Regions from separate parts of the Sus scrofa genome. Here region 1 is linked to region 2. Evidence: chromatin contacts called from public Hi-C data. All regions are on one chromosome and are shown on one strand. The core of a region is the stretch at or near the end of the contact, and the rest is flanking DNA. Distances in the headings are between cores, read along the strand shown.

Evidence for each region. A called contact is a pair of places that touch in the nucleus more often than the background predicts.
Region 1: a Hi-C map of skeletal muscle shows a contact between it and region 2, with 5 times the contacts expected there. The contact joins two enhancer-like sites. A contact is called at or near these places in 6 of 47 Hi-C or Micro-C datasets (embryonic fibroblasts, fetal skeletal muscle, heart right ventricle and 2 more) and 1 of 2 datasets of contacts at active chromatin or transcription factors (skeletal muscle).

Annotation. Positions count from the first base shown.
Region 1 is chr4:50,859,138-50,865,266 of Sscrofa11.1, forward strand. No RefSeq gene overlaps it. Among named protein-coding and RNA genes, the nearest start is that of ATP6V0D2, 110 kb to the left of the region's middle. Within about 2 kb of position 3,629, at least 4 of the 83 cell types and tissues checked have an H3K27ac peak or open chromatin away from gene starts, as enhancers often do. A contact at or near this core is called in skeletal muscle, where this site is marked.
Region 2 is chr4:50,487,917-50,494,441 of Sscrofa11.1, forward strand. The region is part of intron 1 of WWP1 (NEDD4-like E3 ubiquitin-protein ligase WWP1); the gene reads right to left. Among named protein-coding and RNA genes, the nearest start is that of WWP1, 18 kb to the right of the region's middle. Within about 2 kb of position 5,150, at least 6 of the 83 cell types and tissues checked have an H3K27ac peak or open chromatin away from gene starts, as enhancers often do. A contact at or near this core is called in skeletal muscle, where this site is marked.

The DNA of each region.
Region 1 (6,129 bases), core at 2,379-4,878, 370 kb after region 2:
CCTACTGCTCTAATTCCTGTTTACATTCTTTCCTAGGAGCCTGCCTCCTATTTGCATTGGATTCACAGCTAGCGGCCACCTAATCCTCTAACAAACTTGTCAACTGACACATTTTATATAGAGAATTGAATTTTTAAGGGTAGCAAGTTAAAGATCAAAAACTTTTTGGGAGTTCCCTGGTGGCTCAGTGGATTAAGGATTTCGTATTGTCATTGCTGTGGCTCTGGCTCTGGTTACTATTGTGGCGCAGCTTTGATACCTGGCCTAGCCAAAACACCAAAAAACCAAAGTATCTTTTCTTTTCTTTTCTTTTTTTTAGCCTTGCCCAGGGCATGTGGAATTTCTCAGATCAGGGATGGAACTTACACCACAGCAGTAACTCGAGTCACAGTAGTGATGTCAGATCCTTAATCTGTTGAGCCACCAGGGAATTCCTAAGTTTTTTTCTAAGAGGTTGTATAAGAAAACTTGTTTGAGTAATAAAAAGGGATGAACAATTGATACAATGTAACAATATGGATGAATAAAAAATTATGCTGAATGAAAATAGTTAGACCATATACAGTATATATCATATGATACTGTATATGTAAGACTTTAGAAAATGCAAACTAAATTGGAGAGGGTTGGGAAGGGACATGAGGAGCAGATGAAGACTTTGGGGGGTAATGTATAAGTTTGCTATCTTGATTGTGATTATGATGTCATGATGGTACAAATAGGCCAAACCATATCAAAGTGCGTTTTACTTATTTATTTATTGCTTTTTAGAGCCACACCCATGGCATATGGAAGTTCTCAGGCTAGGGGCCAAATTGGAGCTGCAGCTGCCATGCTACACCACAGCCCCAGCAACCTGAGATCCAAGCTGCATATGCGACTACACCATGGCAATGCCGGATCCTTAATCCACTAATCTAGGCCAGGGATTGAGCCCTGGTCCTTATGGATACTAGCCAGGTTCATTACCACTGAGCCACAATGAGAACTCCCAAAGTGTGCATTTCAGATATGTACAGTTTACCATATAAAAATTATACTTCCATAAAGCTATTAAAAAACAAGCAAATGAACAAAACCTGATGGAGTAAGGATCTGAATCTGCATTCCTTGAACCAAAACAGATGGCCCCCTACTCTATCTACCTGTAAAGTTGTTACCTTAAAACTGAGTTCGTCTTTCAGTGGGTTTTGAGCTAAAAGACACAACCAAGCCAAAGTGGGAGAATGAAGGATTTATTACTTTCAGCAAGTAAAAAGAATACCAGGGATTTTTCCCAAAGCAGTGTCTCCCCAACAACAAAATTTAAGCTAAGGGTACATATACATTCATGAAGGGGTTTAAGCTGTCAACAGAATTCAAGTATTAAGTCACAAGGGTCAGAAAGGGTCAACATCATCATCCCTTATGTTACAAGCAATCTGGTCATAGAACTGGGGGAGTGTTTACAGCTGATATCTTATTTTTACTACTGTTACTTCTCTTACCTGATAACAGTGTTTTGTTTCTGCATTCTTCTGTTCCTTCAAGGTCATTAATTACTGAGACAAGTTCAAGGACAAGCATTGTGGCTGGGCTTAGATCACAAAATGGCTTAGACTAAAAATGGCTTCTCATGTCAAGAAAGCCATGCCTGGTTCATTCTCCAAGGACACTCCCCCACACATAAACACACACGCCTTATCTGCTTATAGAGTCATCTTTGAGAGTAGTTACTACCTCTCCTTGTAGGATACAGAGCTATAAGGTGAGAAGTAAAGTGACTTAAAGACCACTGGTGTGAGCTGCCTCTTCTACTCTGCTGCCTATAAAGCCACAGTGCTGGGAAGTGCTGGATGGGGGTGTGTGTGAAGGGTCTTGGAGAAGCGGAGTGTATCCAGCTGTCAGTTCCATCCCCTCAGAAGTATCAGGAAGCTTTATTTGAGTAGCCAATAGTGTTTCTGACTGAAAGTTTCATGGCAAAACAGACATTATTATTTAAATTAGGGCATTAGGCTTGGCCCCTGTGGCTAAATTAGTAAATCCTTGTGATTTGTCCTTCACTTTCCTTCTCTTTGTACTACTTCTCTGAGTTGCTTAATTTAGCCATTTCTAATTTAGCCATGAAGGGAAAAAAGAGTTTGCTAACCATCGTTTTTTGTCTACTTAGGAACTTGTTTAAAGATGCTGAGTTCCTTTAAGATAGGGAACCTTCTTTTAAGGTGTCTGGGGTCATGGTGATACTATTACCAAAATTCGGCCTCTGTGTGCTGGTGCTGAATTGAAGCATGGAGATAGAGTTTTGGGTAAAGGAGAAAAAGATAGCTTTATTGCTTTTCCAGGCAAAGGGGGCCACAGCAGGCTAATCTTAAAGCCTGTGCTCCCCTTTGGAAGGGGTCAGGAGGTGGTTTTATAGTTTGGAGAGTGGAATAAGGATCAGGGCCACAGATAAAGTTTAGGGCAGAGGCTAGCTTGCGCTGTTTCTCAAAGCTGGTGTTCAGTGGCCCCAGGACAGGTTCCAGTGGTCCTCCTTCCCGGAATGAAGAATGCTTCTTCAAGTAGATCTTCCGTTTGTTGGGGGTTTTATTTCTACAGAAAAGCTCAAAGATATTGTTATGTACATTCCTAGAGGAGGAACCAGGACCCTGCCCCAGGGCTGCACTGCTGCTCCCTGGTCTCTGCATCCCCTCCCTTCCCTGATTAGCAACTGCCCTTTGTGACTCAAGGAAGGTCAGGGAGGCTGAGGCTCATTCCCTAAAAACAAGTAATGGAGGACAAGAAAGCTTATGTGCCTAGGAGCTCCACAGGGCACTAGCTCGGTTACAATACAACTTAGTTTTAATGTGTTTGGATTTCAAAGCCCTTTAACCACACCAGCCCCTCTGGCTTCTCACACTCCCACCCTCCTTCCCCTGCACCTCTGGAAATGCAGCTGGTTCCTGTGATGAAAGTCATAGCTGGTCAGAGATGGTCCAGGAGAGGACCTTAGGCTGACACGTCCCTCCCCAGTGCTCTTCCCTGGAGCCAGCTTGCCAACAGGACTCTGAGGTGTCTGGGGGAGGAAGCCCTCTGCCATTTCCCCAGCCCCTCACAGGTGCTGGAGTTCGCCTTATTCATAAGCAAATCCTCATTTCAATTATTCAGTATTTCAATATTTCCTGCCAATTGAGCATTCTCTCATTTCATGTGTAAATCATAAAATTGGGCTGCTCAGAATTTTTTTTTTTTTTATTAGCGATGTCTCCAGTAAACATCCAGTGGTTTAAATCCTGTTGTCTCCTAGGGATTAATTATTGAGTTCCTGAACTGAACTCACACCAAGTATCAGCCTTTTTAGCAACAAGCTTAAAAGGTATAGTCTATGCAAAGGGTATTTTATGGAAATAAGATTTGAATTATTAAAATAAAACCCTATAGTCTTTCCTTCTTGGAAGGAATAAGGAGTCATTTTTCTGCTTATCTTTATCTATCTGTCGAAAAAGGAAAAAGCAACTTAAAATGTCAAATTTCATCAGCATCTAAGACACCCACATGGATTTAAGCCCTGAACAATCTCTTTCTCCCCCCAGAAAATTAAATTAATCCATGCCTGAAAGCATAGCCCTGTTTCCTTTGCTTATTTTTGTCCCAGAGTACATCTAATCTCTCCCTGCCTGTCTCTTCTCTAATCCTGCCTGTGGACCTTAACTCCCTGAGGTCAGGCAAGGCTGCATCACAGAAATTAATTTAAATTATCTTGAGATAAAGCAACTACCTAAACTATTAGTATATTTTTAAGATATTTGGAGGTATTGCCTCACTTTTTTTTTTTTTTTTTTTTTTTTTTTTGATAACTCTTCTGGGAAGAGAGCAAAGCAAACCATAAAGAAATCAATGAGTAACTGCCCAGAAGCCAAAGAATATCAGGGTTTGGGGGGTGGGGAGAGTCTCCATGTTGAGGGCACAGCAGGGGTGGGGGGGGCGGCTTGTCTAGGCTCTACCATAGGAGGGAGAGTGGATGCTGGTGAGGGTTGATGAAATCAGGCTCCTGAAATGGGAGAAGGGGCACAATCTTGCTTTTGTGAGAAGGCAGCTATCTAAGGCACATTTGGGAGTATATTAGAACTGAGGGGGGGGGGGATGACATAGGAGAGAGTTCAGTGACACATTCTCTGAGCTTGTTGGTCTTGGAGTCCCTCAAATTCTCCCCCTTTTTATTGAGATCTGTAAGATTGCTGGTTTGATATTCTCAGAGTAAATAGATCATTTTTCATCCACTCAGGGATATAAAGTCAATGCTTACTATTTATACTAAATATATATTTCATGGATAAAGCAAATAGCCTCTCTAGGTTGTCTGCCAAAGGAAACAATCTTCTGGCTAAGCACTCAGCTGAGCAGATCACCTTTCATAGGTTTGCTGATCAGCCAATTCACTCCAGTATTTCAAAAGCATAGTGAACCTCACACTGCAGCACCTATATCCAAATGCACTTCTAAAACTAGTGCAATTCTACCTTGGTAACAAGGGCCACAGGTGCTTACAAAATGGTTGCTCTTCTGAGCATCCTAAAAAAAAAATAATAATAGTAATGATAAAAATCATTTGAGAGTTAAAGCAACACAGAAGGTATTTCTTAATTTATTATTTCAAAAGACAAGCACAAATGAAGAAAAATAGTTTCTTATTGCTCACGAGAGTTATCAGAGTTTTATTTTAGATTTTAGTAAACTTTACAAATAGCATTTTGCTGTATAGAAGAGTTTCTATGATAATAATTTCAAATATAGGCAAAACTGTTAAATATACCAAGTTGGATTATAAAGTTTCTTTTTTTTGATGGATTATAAAGTTTCTTAACTCCACTTTGGATATTGAACTTTTAAACACTTCTGACACATTTGATTTCCATAACTTTTTCTCAGCTGTCTATAAATAGACTTTCTCTAACATATATGGCACAATACTTTACCCAGGATGTTTTGTGGTATTGGATTTAGGAAACTACAAGAATCTGTTAAGATGCAGAGGAATAAGTGGTGAAACTTCAGGAATGGTGACAAAATAAGGGGAAGCCATTGTAGGACCAGGGCCATCCCCTAGGCACTGGGCACTCAAGGCTAACAAATAATTGAGCAAAGTTTAAGGGTGAGGATGGTAACAAGGATGATTCTTTACCCCAAACATGACTCCAAATTCACCCAGATTCTCTCCTTCTGTTCCCATCACACTCATGCTCATTTTCTGCCTCTTGCTTGGAGTCTCATTTATGTTCTTTCTCTCTTCAACTAGGTTGTCTAGTCACTGAGGGCAAGAACACTTCTATACACTTATTTGTGATTCCAATACCTTCTACCAAATGTAGTTTCAGTTCTTCAGTGCAAATAGCAGATACTTTGTTTAACTTCAGCTTGAATTATATTTATTGAAAATATGAGTTAAGAGCTTGAAAGCTTGAGGGGAGTGGGGGGATCCAAGTTCAGGACACATAGTGAGGTCTAGGAGATCTCCGCAGCAGGAAGCATTCGAGAATCTCCCACATGCCCAGCTACTGCAATCAATCAACTCTGTCTGCTTGTCTATGTATGTGTCACTCTGCCCACAAATCAAAAATGCCTTCATAGTGGAGTTCCTGATGTGGCACAGTGGGTCAAGAATCTGACTGCAGCAGCTTGGGTTGCTACAGAGGCACAGGTTTTATCCCTGGCCTGGTGCAGTGGGTTAAGGAACTAGTGTTGCCACAGCTGCGGCGTAGGTTGCAGCTGCAGCTTGGAGTTCATCCCTGGCCTGGGAATTTGCATATGCTGGAGGTGCAGCCATAAAATAAAACAAACAAACAAAAATGCCTGCTAGAGAGCGATCTGACAAGCTTAGGCTGCATGCTCACCCTTGACTATGCCTGGACCCTGAGAAGGGTCTGATGGAGGGAAGTCTCTGGATTTCCTGACCCAGCAAGGCTACATGCATCTCTTAAGAAAGGAGCATGCATGCTAGTGGCTTGTCAAATAACAACAGCCCATTTGAGGAGTCAATAAATATTTGATGCTTTGTTGATAATGAATGGGCAGAAATGAGGGTTAAGCTTTACTTTTCAAACTTATTTTGTAGGAAAGACTATCTTTTCATAAATGTTGATAATTTTTATACCTTTCTATATTCTTATTTTTAAA
Region 2 (6,525 bases), core at 3,900-6,399:
TTATTGATTGCCTTGTCTGTAAAGTGAATATAGCAAGGACACAAAAAGTCCCCATTTCTATACTGGCAGTTTAGTTTTAACAGGAAACATCTCAATAACAAGATAGGATGGTGTATACCAGTTGCTAGAGAAGTTTAGTGCAATGAAGGTGGAAGGTGAAAAGTTAGAAAACCTCCATTTAGAGGACAGCGCAAAGCACAGAAATGAATGTGGCAAAGATTAAGATAGATGAACAAAGTTTCCCTCTGCCTAAAATATGCAAAATTCAGTAACTCTAAAGCAGAAAAAAAGTATTTCATAAAGGCAAAAACTACAAAATAAGGGATTTAATTTTAAACAATACAGGAATATTACTTGTATACAGAGATCATTTATGAAAATATATCATTGATCATTTCAATGAATTTATAAAATAGGACAGTAAACAAGAGTGTGAATTTATAAAATAGGACAGTAAACAAAGAGTGTGAATTTATAAATAGGACAATAAACAAGAGTTTGCCCAGGACCATCCAAGTTTTGAGCCCTGCTTCTTGGGAACCTCTCAGTCCTGGGCAGGCTGGGATCCTTTACTAAGGGTAAACTCAGTAAATAGTATAATGGCTCTGATTGCATAGGCAGCTTTTTTGATGTTATCTGAAAGATATTTTCCTAGTGGAATCCTGTTACAATAAAGCATAATTCTGTCAGATTTTTTAATTTCTATATGACCTAAATATCCAGAGAGGAAAAAAAAAATCAATTTCCTTTCAATAGGGACTATTCATCACTAGGCCTCAATCTCACACCACTGGGACTACACGTGGGCAGAGGGGAAAACCAAGGAGCAAAAACTTAGTCAATACCCAGTGCTTTTCAAACCTCAGATTTTTTTTTTGTTTTGTTTTTTTGGTCTTTTTAGGGCTGCACCTGAGGCATATGGAAGGTCCCAGGCTAGGGGTCAAATCAGAACTACAGCTGCCGGCCTACACCACAGCCACAGCAATGCCAGATCCTAGCCGCATCTGCGACCTATGTCACAGCTCACGGCAACGCCTGATCCTTAACCCACTGAGCGAGGCCAAGGATCAAACCCACATCCTCATGGATACCAGTAAGGTTCATTACCACTGAGCCACAACAGGAACTCCTCAGAATTTTTTACTTTTACCAAACTCCCCATATAATTACCCCTGTGGTCTCCTAAGGATCTGAAGACATTTCCAACTCCCTGAGTAGCTTCTGAACACTTAATCCAACTGCTGTTCCCCCACCCCACACCATCACCCTCACTCCAGGCTCCCTCCACATCTGTGCCAACAACTCCCTGGCCTGTGTCTTGCCCACTCTCATTCCCCTGATTAGCAAGGAGGACCCCCCACCCCCACCCCGGGCTTGAAGGCACCACTCTGCTTGCCATCTCCACCACTGCACTCTCTTCGGACTTGTCCACTTAAGCTCAGGGCCCTCATGCCCCCAACCTCTCCTTGTCCTAGTAGCACCCAGTAGCAACACTTTATGTCTGCACAGCACCTCAAAGTTTCAAACTTTCACATTCCTGTCTCAAGAAAATAGGCTATGTACAACCATCTCAAATTTTAACAATTCAACATGATTTTTAATTCCTATTCTATCTCCCATGGGGCTTTTCTTCCTCAACCACTATGTGTCTTCCTCTCCCTTAAAATAAACTTGGTACTAAGCATGCGATATACACTTCTTTTAATTGTCTGGGATAGAAGCTAGCTGATTTCTTTAAAAGTTTACTTGCCCATACTAATCTGTCCGTATAAATTTCACTGATTAATCTGCTTAAACGCAAAACAGGAACTTCACCCTCCTTGAAAATTTACTGGGTGCAAAGGAATAATAACAGTGACTTGAAGATCACCTGCAATATCCACCAGACAAAGGACAAATAAAGATGGGCATCCACAGGTACTTTTTATCTTCTGACTGAAGTCTCGGTGTTATTTTCATCCAAAAATGCCTGTCTAATCATAGTATCTAATAACCACAACTCTCTCTCCTCCATCTTTCTGTACTTTCAGTGAATCCAAACTTCTTTTTAGTGCACAATACATGCCACTTTATGGGAGAACACAGGAAGTGCTTTTAATGAGGAAAATGTATTTATCTTCAAAATGCCAAATATCCTAAGTCAGTATTAATATCCAACTCCTGCTATCTCCACCCAATTTCATATTTTCAACCAGAGGAGGTAAATATATTAATTTCCCCCAAGCCTTTTGGTTCTGTTTTCTCTCATCTTCCAATTTTTTTTTACCTCTTCTTTTCCAACAACACAATCTACCAGGGTCTAGTTTGAATTTGGATTTGATTTTCTGCTCTCACGTTTACTAAGAGGCAACATAATAGTGGTTAAGAGAGTAAATTCTGTAGCCAGACTGCCTAGGTTCAGATCCTGGTTCCACCACTAGCAAGCTCCTTTACCCTAGAGTGCCTCAGTTTTCCTATCTATAAAATAAGAAAGATAACAGTACTTACACTGGAGGGTTATTAGGAGAATAAATGAATGAGTTAATATTGACAAACTGCTAAGAAAACTATCTGGTACACAAATGCTTAATAAATAAATCGACATGACCTTGAACTAGTAACTTAACCTCTCTCTAAACAACAGATATCTTAGGAGAGGTTAATATTATATAAGCACTTTGTGAATTACAAAGTACTATATAAATGCTAAATTATTAAGCATATAACAAAAAACAATATTAAATATGAGACAATGAAAAGTAAACCATTTATAGAAAAATACATATAGCCTTGCTATATTTATTGTAATGTTATCAGTTAATTTTTCTCAATACTGAGGTTCATTTTTATTTTTTTATTTTTTGGTTGTGCCCCTGCCATGCAGAGGTTCCTGGGCCAGGGATCAAACTTAAGCACAGCAGGAACAATGGTGACTCCTTAACCCCTAGGCCACCAGGGAACTCCTGGGGTTCTTTCTAAAATGTAACGCTTAGGCCTTTTGAGACACTCACGCCACCTACTTTATTTTAAATAATTTCTGATGGAGAGTCTTATAAAAATAGACTACACATAATCCTGACCTAGTATTAAATCTTTAAAAATGAAGTACCCCCTCCTACTTTCCCAAGTGACCAAGTACCTTCACAACTTTCACCTCCTAAGATACACACCCTCCCCTCATTTATACCATCTTCTTTTTTACAGACTGTGTATTATTTTTTAAAAAAGACAAAACAAGAACAATTTAAAAAAAAGAAAAAAAAAATGCCTTGACCAATTAACTTCTTTGTCACCCCCCACTCACAGTTCCACCTGTGGAATCTGGTTGCCGTCCCCCTATCACTCTACTGACATATTTCCCATTCTCTTCCATGATCAAATATTTGCCGCTTCATACCCACTCCCTCTTGGACCCCCTACACTGTCAGACAAGATTTCACTTAAAAAACAGTGACTGGTGGAGTTCCCGTCATGGCGCAGTGGTTAACGAATCCGACTAGGAACCATGAGGTTGCGGGTTCGGTCCCTGCCCTTGCTCAGTGGGTTAATGATCCGGCGTTGCCGTGAGCTGTGGTGTAGGTTGCAGACGCGGCTCGGATCCCGCGTTGCTGTGGCTCTGGCGTAGGCCGGTGGCTACAGCTCCGATTCAACCCCTAGCCTGGGAACCTCCATATGCCGCAGGAGCGGCCCAAGAAATAGCAACAATAACAACAACAACAACAACAAAGACAAAAGACAAAAAAAAATAAATAAATAAATAAATAAATAAAATATTAAAAAAAAAAAAAAAAAAAACAGTGACTGGGTCTCCATGTTCTCCCTATGAAATCCTCAAGCCTCTAATCTTCCAGTAAAAGAAAATTAACTTACTATGGGGCAAAGAAGAGCTGATCAATAAACAACTAGACTATCAGGCACTTCTTTTAACACTTTTTCTGAATTAAATCACCTAGTGTATATATGTACATACACTAGGCATGTTTCTAAAACGCTAGGATTACGAAATTATCTAAGATACGTTCTTTGCCCTCAGTGAGTTTATAATTTAGCAGTGCAAACAGACAAGGAAATCAGCCACTTCAAGCTCACAGACAGGGATGTGCAGAGAATACTACAGAAGCACAGAAGAGAAGCGTCTAAATTAGATTTTGTGAGACAGGTGAAGAGGTGTCAGGAAAGGCTTGTGAGAGAATGGTAACAAGAATTGTGAGGATGCCTACTGAGAGGAATGAAGTACTGTGGAGACCTTCTGCATTCAGAGAATTGAGACCACCAATATGGGCAGCAAATACACAAGTAGTTTTGCTCAAAGAGTTGTGTGGAGAAAGAGTTGCAAGAGATGAAATCGTAAGGTAGAAGAGAAAAAAAAACTGCACCCATTAAGAAAGCCGGAGAGACGGTGCATTTTCAGCAGGGAAGGAACACACTTGTTTTGGAAAAACTGCTCTAACAGTGTTGTTATGAGAGTAACGCGAAAGTGGGCTAGACTAGAAATAGCCTGAAATAGAGAAAGAAGCAGAGATACCAGAATCTATGATAACTGGCGGATTATCAGATTCAGGAATAAATGAAAGGGAGGTTACTTTTTACCATCTCCAACATACTCTCTTTTCCAAGCTTCATAATTTCTTTTTTTCTTTTTCTTTTGTCTTTTCTAGGGCCGCACCCGCAGCATATGGAGCTTCCCAGGCTAGGGGTCTAATCAAAGCTGTAGCCGCTGGCCTATGCCAGAGCCACAGCAACGTGGGATCTGAGCTAGGCCAGGGATCAAACCCAAAACCTCATGGTTCCTAGCAGGATTCATTAACTACTGAGTCACAACAGGAACCCCCCAAGCTTCGTGATTTCTCATCTAAACCACAAACACATGGTAGCCCTGCCCCCCAGCCCAACTCTTACTCCCAATACCACATCCACCCTCATCCAGTGTCCAGTGAGCTTTCCAAAACAGGATGCATCCCAATAACTCTGTTTTGCACTCCAATGTTCTCTCATTTTAATTATAATCGATCTAAACTCATGTCCCCATGTGATCTGCAGCCCCTACCTCTCCTACTTCTCTCCTCTCCCTTTTCTCTCTCACAGGCATTCCTGCCACCCCAACCTGCTCAACTTGCACTGCAGAAGGACCTCTGTGCCTCTGTGCTTACTGCTTCATCTGATACTTCCTGGCTACCTTCTCAGTCTTAGGGCTCAACTCAAATGTGATCCATTCAGAAAGAATCTCCTGTCAGCCTAGACATAGCAAAAGCCTCACTCCTTCAACTACCACCTCACCCTTTTTACCTTTCCTAATAATTCCCAATTTTTAATATTTATTTATTTGATCCTCTTACTTCCATCTCCAACCCCACCCCACCCCTTACCTCCAAGTACAGGGACTCTGTCTTATTCTATTCCCAGAATCCAGGCTATAGCCTGAATGAGGCAAGGCTCACCCTCCCCAAACATTTACCGACGGACTGAGACAGAACTCAGTCAAGAGACAGATGCTGGAGGTAAAGGTATGCACAACATCCCATAAGCAGAGCTTAAGAATGAACTGAGCCACCTGCTGTGACAGGTGCTCTGTGGATGTACATGCAATCACCCAGGAGAGGTATACAGCCTACAATTAGCAGAAGGTCAGATAGCAGCCAGGGAACACCAATCCTGAAAGGCTGAATAGCAGACAAGGACTATATGCACAGGGTTGAAGAAAACCAAAAGAAAACTTGAAGAAAGAATTTCAAGGAGAACAGGATTAACTAACCTCACCAAGTGCCCCAGTAAGATCAATAAAAAGAGAAAACTGTTTACTGGACCGCATGCATGTTACCAGGCCTTTAACAAGAACATTTTTAATGGAGTGGCAGGACCAGAGGGCAGTGGCTTCAAAGATAAATAAACAGCCAGAAACCTCGATTCAGATGTTTGACTGTGAAGGAAAAGAGATAGAGGCATAAAGGGAGATGTACCTAGGTTTGTTTTTGAAGACAGAAGAGAATAGAACATGCTTTCAGGAAGGAAGAAGCTGACATTAACAGAAGGGACAATGATTACTAAGACAAGACCTCTGAGAAGACAGGAGATTGGTTGAAGTTTAACACAGAGGGCAAGAGACAATTACTCGTACACTGAGACTAGAAAGAGAAAAGAGTGGATGAGAATGCAGATATCTCTGAACTGTCCGGAAAGAAAGTGAAGGGAATTTTACCTGCCAATTCCCTCAGTGGAGGAGGTACTCTTTGAGGCACTGGGAATACAATGGTCAGTAAACACAGATAAATCTCCCTCTTTCAGCAGGGATGTGGTAGGTAAGGAATTTGAGGCAGGTAGGGCAGAGACTTGGGCCCAGGTGAGAAGCTGCACCAATCCTCACAGATGTATGGTTTTGTTTTTTTTTTTCCTCAACACATTTTTTATAGTTCAGGTTTAGAAGCAAAAACACGTTAGAGCTGGCTGTTTAGAGCATAGGTTACAGAAAAGAAAAAGGCATACCCTAGCTACCATCAAATTTGTCATTCAAATTCATTCTCTCTTGACATCTTCGTTCATTAAAATTAT